Regions from separate parts of the Canis lupus genome. Here region 2 is linked to region 1. A link is a contact called in public Hi-C data. All regions are on one chromosome and are shown on one strand. Each heading gives the region's core, a stretch centred on a gene start, on an enhancer-like site or on the middle of the called end of the contact. The rest is flanking DNA. Distances are from core to core; before and after follow the strand shown. Region 1 holds the start of HOXB13 (homeobox protein Hox-B13). Region 2 overlaps TTLL6 (tubulin polyglutamylase TTLL6).

Evidence for each region. A called contact is a pair of places that touch in the nucleus more often than the background predicts.
Region 2: a contact with region 1 is called in a Hi-C map of liver, with 4 times the contacts expected there. The contact joins the enhancer-like site here to the promoter of HOXB13 in region 1. A contact is called at or near these places in 3 of 9 Hi-C or Micro-C datasets (amygdala, liver and skin fibroblasts).

Annotation. Positions count from the first base shown.
Region 1 is chr9:24,911,004-24,914,528 of UU_Cfam_GSD_1.0, reverse strand. HOXB13 (homeobox protein Hox-B13) reads left to right here and starts at 1,560. Exons shown (of 2, transcript XM_038547593.1): 1 at 1,560-2,314; 2 at 3,484-3,525. The coding sequence starts at 1,711.
Region 2 is chr9:24,973,735-24,977,259 of UU_Cfam_GSD_1.0, reverse strand. All of the region lies in intron 9 of TTLL6 (tubulin polyglutamylase TTLL6), which reads left to right. Among named protein-coding and RNA genes, the nearest start is that of TTLL6, 16 kb to the left of the region's middle. Within about 2 kb of position 1,844, at least 2 of the 20 cell types and tissues checked have an H3K27ac peak or open chromatin away from gene starts, as enhancers often do.

The DNA.
Region 1 (3,525 bases), core at 311-2,810:
CTGAAGATTTGTGAAACAAATTGGTTTGAGTCTTCTGAATTGCTCTGTATGAAAGGGCTCAACAGGGATGCCTGGTTGGCTCAGCGGTTGAGCATTTGCCTTCATGCCCAGGGCATGATCTTGGGGTCCTGGGATCAAGTCCTGCATCGGCTCCCCACAGGGAGCCTGTTCCTCCCTCTGCTTCTGTCTCTCATGAATAAATAAAATATCTCTTTTTAAAAAAGGCGGGGGCTCAACAGAGGGGCCTCCAGAAATTCTTGCAATGGTGGGGCTCTCTCTTCAATCCCTTTTTCCTTCTAAGGAAGTGGAAAGCCTGGAGGAAGCAGATAGGGGTCCTGGGCTTTCTGGATACTCAGCTTGGGTAGGAATGTGTCAGGGTCAGAGTGAGTCACCTGGGCCTCTTGGAACATAAGAGGAGAACCCCAGGGCAGAGAGGCTAGACATCTCCACACAGGGCAGGCTTCTTCTTTCTTGGGGTCCAGAACCCCTGCAACTAATGCATGGCCAATTAGGCCTGGCTTCGCAGAAATTCCTTAGATCTCAGAAAACGAGGGAGGGAAGAGGTCCTCTTTTCTGGCTGGTACTTCAGGATTTTATAAGATCCGTTCCCATTCCCTCCTTCAAGTTGTCTCTTTCTCCCTTTGTGCTGCTATCCCTGCCTCTCTCTCTCTGAATATACAGGTCATGCGTGTCCTCTCTCCTACATATCTCTCTCCCCACCATTAAATGCAAATCCAGACCCCCCTTTCACAGGCTACATCTAGAAACTTCATTTCCCCTTCAGATCTGACCGTTGCACGTCCCAGGCTCCAGATGTCCCGTCTTCTTCCGAGCTCTTGTCCCCCTCCCTCTCCTTCTGCCCCACCCCGATCCGGGAGCGGCAGGGGCGGGAGCTGGGATCCCCGGGGAAGGGGCTTGCCAGGCACTTCCCTGGGCAGCGTATTACGCGCATCCGGAATAGGAGGGGCACCTGGAATGAACCGGGTTGCTGGTAGCCAGGACCCAGAGCCGGGGGCTCCCAGAAATACCCTTTGGCCCCCATTTCCCAGCCTCTTCTGGTTCAGGCACATTCCCAGGTTCCCCTTTCAGGCACAGAGCGGCCTCCCGCCCCCGCCCCCCCCGACTCCCCGCCCCCCCTTCCCCTTGAGACGCACGTTTTATAGGGGGAGCTTTTTATTCTCTCGTTAAACCAGCCAAAGCACCGGAGACAGAGAGCCGGGGAGGGAGAGGAGGCGGCGGGGGCGGGATGGCCCCTGTCTTCTCTCCCTCCGCCTCCCTCCTCTCCGCCCCCCCCCCCCCCCCAGCTGGGTAGCTCCAAACTGGAAAGCAGCTTTCCTCTGCGTTCTTGTTTTCACAGGCAATAAAAGTGAGGGAGAGGGAAAGAGGGAGAGACGAAGGGAGGGAGAGAGGGAGGGAGGGAAGGAGGGAGGGAGGGAGGAGAAGAGACAGAGAGGAGCAGGGGTAAAGTATTTTCGCAATTTCTGCCCCGAAGATTTTATTAGCCTCCTCCCGCAGGCCGCGGCCAATCAGCGCGCGTGCCCTGGCACCTGCGTCTCCTGCGTCAGGGCTGCCGGGCTGAGCGAATGCAGCGCCGTGAGAGCTGGGAGCGATTTAAAACGCCTTGGATTCCCGGGGCCTGGGTGGGGAGAGACGGCTGGGTGCCCCCCGGATCCCCCCGCCCCAGCGCCCCATGAGCGGACCCTCGGCCCCATGGAGCCCGGCGACTACGCCACCCTGGACGGGGCCAAGGACCTGGAAGGCTTGTCGGTAGTGGGAGGGGGTCGGAATCTCGTGGCCCCGTCGCCGCTGGCCACCCACCCGGCCGCGGCGCCTCCGCTGATGCCCGCTGTCAGCTACGCGCCGCTGGATCTGCCGGGCCCCGCGGAACCGCCGAAGCAGTGCCACCCTTGCCCCGGGGTGCCCCAGGGGGCGGCCCCGGCTCCGGTGCCTTACGGCTACTTTGGAGGCGGGTACTACTCCTGCCGGGTGGCCCGGAGCTCGCTGAAACCCTGTGCCCAGGCGGCCACCCTCGCTGCCTACCCCGCGGAGACGGCCACGGCCGGGGAGGAGTACCCCAGCCGACCCACCGAGTTTGCCTTCTATCCTGGGTACCCGGGACCCTACCAGCCAATGGCCAGTTACCTGGATGTGTCGGTGGTGCAGACTCTGGGAGCCCCCGGGGAGCCTCGCCACGACTCCCTGCTGCCTGTGGACAGTTACCAGCCCTGGGCCCTCACCGGTGGCTGGAACGGCCAGATGTGTTGCCAGGGGGAGCAGAACCCACCCAGTGCCTTCTGGAAGGCAGCATTTGCAGGTAACTTGCCCCACTATGTTTGTTGGGTCCCCTTGGTGCTGCTGACTGTGGGTGGTAGGCCGTGCTGGTGCTCGCAGGGGGAGGAAGTGAAGGGAGATTTGGGGCCTGTGAGGAGGAGCTTGTGCTCATCAGTTGGCTGTTAGGACGCTGAAGGAGGGTTCAGGCAGTTGAAGAGACAGGGTGGAGGCCCCAGAGGGTCAGCATGAGGGGCCTGAGCTGGGTGCTATTGGAAGGCTGTGGGCTACCAGGTACCTTCATCTCCTTAGGAGGCCTTGGGACCTGCTTTTCAATATGTCCAAGTGTTTGATTCTTTTTGCTGTTGACGGGAATCAGGCTGTTCTACCTCGCAGATCCCAGGGTTAATTCTACCAAAAGGCTAAATGACTCTCTATTCAGTGAGTAATGGGGATGGGGTGGGTAGGAACATGGATATTGAATGTTCTGTGAAGAATACAAACCCTCATTTTCTTTCAGATGAATTTTTCAGTTTCTTTTCAAAAATATTTTATTTATTCATGAGAGACAGAGAGAGCGAGAGGCAGAGACACAGGCAGAGGAAGAAGCAGGCTCCATGCAGGGAGCCTGATGTGGGACTGGATCCTGGGACCCCAGGATCACGCCCTGGGCCGAAGGCAGGCACTAAACTGCTGAGCCATCCAGGGATCCCAATTTTTCAGTTTCTAAAGGAAAATTTAGATTCCCTGCAGTCATAATTTAGGGGCATGTGTATGTGTGTGTGCGTTGTGTGCATGTTGGGGGGGGGAGGTGTGTGTATGTGTGTTTGTGTATTGGGAGTGGGAGCAGAAATGTGTTCCTTTCTGCACTTAATTTGCCTGTAGAATCTATGAGAGTGGCCAAGAGTCTGAAAATGCATGTGAGGGTGGATATATGTGACTGTGGGCAAAGGTCTGGCAGGGTGTGATGGGTGTGTTTGCAGACCTGCAATGCTGAGGACAGGGATGGGTGAGGATGGCTTGCAGGAACCTGGTCTTTCAAAACCTAAGTGGTCATCAGAAAACAGCCAGAAGTCAAGGTGTCCCCCAGTGCTTTGGGGGAGTGGTTGTGTCTGGGTGCTCCCATAGGATTGCTTAGCTTGTAGGGCCTGCGTTTGTGCGTGGGCTTGTGGGTGGAGGTCTGAGTGTGGCTCTCTCTCTCTTCTTCCATGGCAGAGTCAGGCACACAGCACCCTCCTGATGGTTGTGCCTTCCGAC
Region 2 (3,525 bases), core at 595-3,094, 62 kb before region 1:
TGCCAGGACTCAGGGAGAAGAGTGTGCAGAATTGTTCTGCTGCCCTTCACCCCCCTCCCTTCCTGCTCTTTTTCCTCACCTCTCTCTCCCCCCAGGTCAGGCCTCACCCTTCTGCTCTGCTCCCCTGGCCTCCACCCTGCCACCTCTCCCTAAGCACCAGGCTCATCCCTCACTATACCCTGACATCTGTTGCCTACAACTCAGCCTTTTCTTGCTCCTTGTTCCCACCCCAGAGTTCCAAAATGGTCCCCTTGCTCAACTTCCCCATCTCTGCCTCCTGGCCTGCAGGATGGGGGAGTTTGGTGTCATCTTGGTTGTTGAATCTTGAAGGTTCCTCCTGCAGATGTCCCCGTGTCCCTTCTTTCCACTAGACCTAGGCCTTGCTTCTGCCTCAGACCTGATGTCTGCTCAGCCTCCTTGCTTTTCTCCCTAAATCCAGGCTTTGACTTCTTGGTACCTCCATTTTCTCATCTCTAAAATGACAGGAAAGGGCAGCCCTGGTGGCTCAGCAGTTTAGCGCCGCCTTTGGCCGGGGGTGTGATCCTGGAGACCTGGGATCGAGTCCCGCGTCAGGCTCCCTGCATGGAGCCTGCTTCTCCCTCTGCCCGTGTCTCTGCCTCTCTCTCTCTCTCTCTCTCTCTGTGTGTGTCTGTCGTAAATAAGTAAATAAATCTTTAAAAAATAAAATAAAATGACAGGAAAATATGAATTCTGGCTGGCCATCCTCAGATTTGCCATGAGGGACCTATTGAGATGACGTGTACGAATGGGCTTCAAAAACATTAACCCCCATGCAGGTGAATGTTATTGTTATTCTGTATTCCGTATCCAGTGGTCCCTGCTTATCCATGGTTTCAGCTACCTGCAGTTAGGTGAATGCGGTGTCTCTCTCTCTCTCTCTCTCTCTCTCTCTCATAATATCTTCCTTTACTGTACTGGCCCTCCTTATGATGATGATGTGAAATGATAAGGTCCTACCTGATGAGATAAATGAGGTGAATGATGTAGGCATGTGACGTTACTATTATGGATCTCTTTCTGGGCCTAATTTATAAACTAACCTTTATTATAGAAGTGTATGTATAGGAGAAAAGCAGTGCATGTAGAGTTTGGCACTATCCATGGGGCCAAGCGTCCTCCATACATAAGGGAGGACTTCTCTACTCATTACTTCCACAGAGATGGGGCTCCCAGGTACCTAGAGATTCAGGTTCAAACTCTTCTTCTCAATCTACTGTAATTTGACCAGACGCCACCATCCATTGTTACACTACTACACTGGTAGTCAGCATTGTTGGGGACTTGCTATCTGGCAGGCACTACTCTAGGAAACATACACACCTCAGCCCACTCACAACACTCACAACAGCACTTGAAGGTAAGAATTATTATTATCAGCATGATTTTGCGTATTAGGAAACAGGTAGTAGAGCTGCAAGGAAAACTCCTGAGTCTCTACCCTTAACCACTGGGCCACACCGTCTGTCTGTTCTCTCTGTGGTGTCTGTTGGACACTCTGTGGCTCACATTCCATATATGGGCCTTGTTCATTCCCACTTCTCCATCTTTGCTCAGCACCAACCAAAAACATGGGATAACATCCTTGAAGGTTCTTCTGGCTCACTGGGCTTCCATGTTGCCTCCCCTGATCTGGCTTTGGGTCCTGGTCCAGCCATATTGCCACCGTGAAGCCAGCCTTCTCTGTGAGTCTCTGCTCAGTTAATCAGATGAGATCTGTCTCTGAGGACGAGCCTGTGGAATCCGAGTCAAACCACCCACAGCAACCTTCCCATCTCTGGACTCCCACTACCCTCTGGTCAACATCAGCCATACCTCATGACCGCTCTTGGCTTGGTGCACACGTCTGTCACGTGTTCTCAATTGTGCTTAGCCTCCTTGAGGGTTAGAGTGGCACCCTGGCCTTCTAGGCGCCTCCCATATGCTGGGCAGAGTCCTTCTTTCCTCCTGTTCCTCCCTTTTCCTTTTACCTCTCCTGTTCTTCCCCTTCCTCCTCTTCTGAGGCGATCTGCTTCTCATTCTGACTACCTCACCTGCCCCAATTCCCTCATCCCCAGCTCGGCCAACTGCACCCCAGGTAAACCCCCCACCAGCTGTAAACTTAGCAGAAACAGTGAAGGAAAGACAGAACGACTGGAAATCTGGCAGGGCTTGGGGGCAGAGACCAGGTCCTCTTCATCTCTCAGGGCGCCTGGCACATAACTGGTGTGTTAAATTGAATTGGCTAACCACTGGGCATTATGAAATTATACAATAATATATATTCATTGTGATGTGCCTGAATCATCAAGAAGAGGTTATGTTATGATTTGCAGTGTCTGTTATAAGAAGGCAAGGAAGTATATAATCTATTTTGGGAAAATTTATTTCCCAATTAGGCAAATTAAGCACATCTTTTTTTGCACTTGAGTGGATTGGCTTCAAGCGATCTGGAAAATTCATTTATGTGCCACATATTATTCCCTGACAATGACAGGTAGAGGCAGTAGGCCTCTGAATTGAGTGGCCTTTACTAATCTGTCTTTATATAAATGCATCCTCAGTTGTTCCATATGTGTGTTGAACCCTCCCCAAATGGTCCTTAGGCTCCCCATGACAGTGGGGGCAGTTTCTTGGGGTTCTCTCATTTCATGTGTACAGCAGTCCTTTAGCAAGTGTGCATTGGCTGGCCACCCCAGCTTCATACTTTTTGGCTCTGCTGGCTGGGGTCCAGTGAGCTCTTTGAACTGCCTCATGAGCCACCCAGTGCTCATTACATCCTGCACCCTCCTTAATGTCTATCACACAATTACCCCCTCCCCCGGCCCCCTCCTCTCCAGCGACTGCCTCAGTTTGTTTCCTATAGTTAAGAGTCTCCTATGGTTTGTCTCTGTCCCTGATTTCATTTTATTTTATTTTTCCCTCCTGCCCCTAGACTCTTCTGTTTTGTTTCTTGAATTCCACATATGGGTGAAATCATATGATAATCGTCTTTCTCTGATTGACTTATTTTGCTTAGCATAATACCCTCTAGTTCCATCCACATTGCTGCAAATGGCAAGATTTCATTTTTGATGGCTGAGTAATATTCCATTATATATATATATACCACATCTTTTTTTAAAAAAAATTATTTATTTATTCATGAGAGACAGATAGAGGGTCAGAGACATAGGCAGAGGGAGAATCAGGCTCCCCACTGAGCAGGGGTCCTGATGTGAGACTCGATCCCAGGACCCCAGGATCATGTCCTGAGCCAAAGGCAGATGCTCAACCACTGAGCCACCCAGGCACCCCTATACCACATCTTATTTATCTGAAATCAAGACCATCTTGATTTACCTGGACAGTTGTTAACCCCATCTTTTGACATGCCTTGGGGCTGCCTTTTCTTTGTGGAAGTCCTAAAGCAAAGTTTGTGTGACTTTGGGGGTCCCCAGAATCCCGTCAGATGGCTGGGGTAGGACTCAGGTGTAGGTGTTCTTAAAAGTGTTTCTAATGAACACCAAAGGCTGAGAAACCATTTGC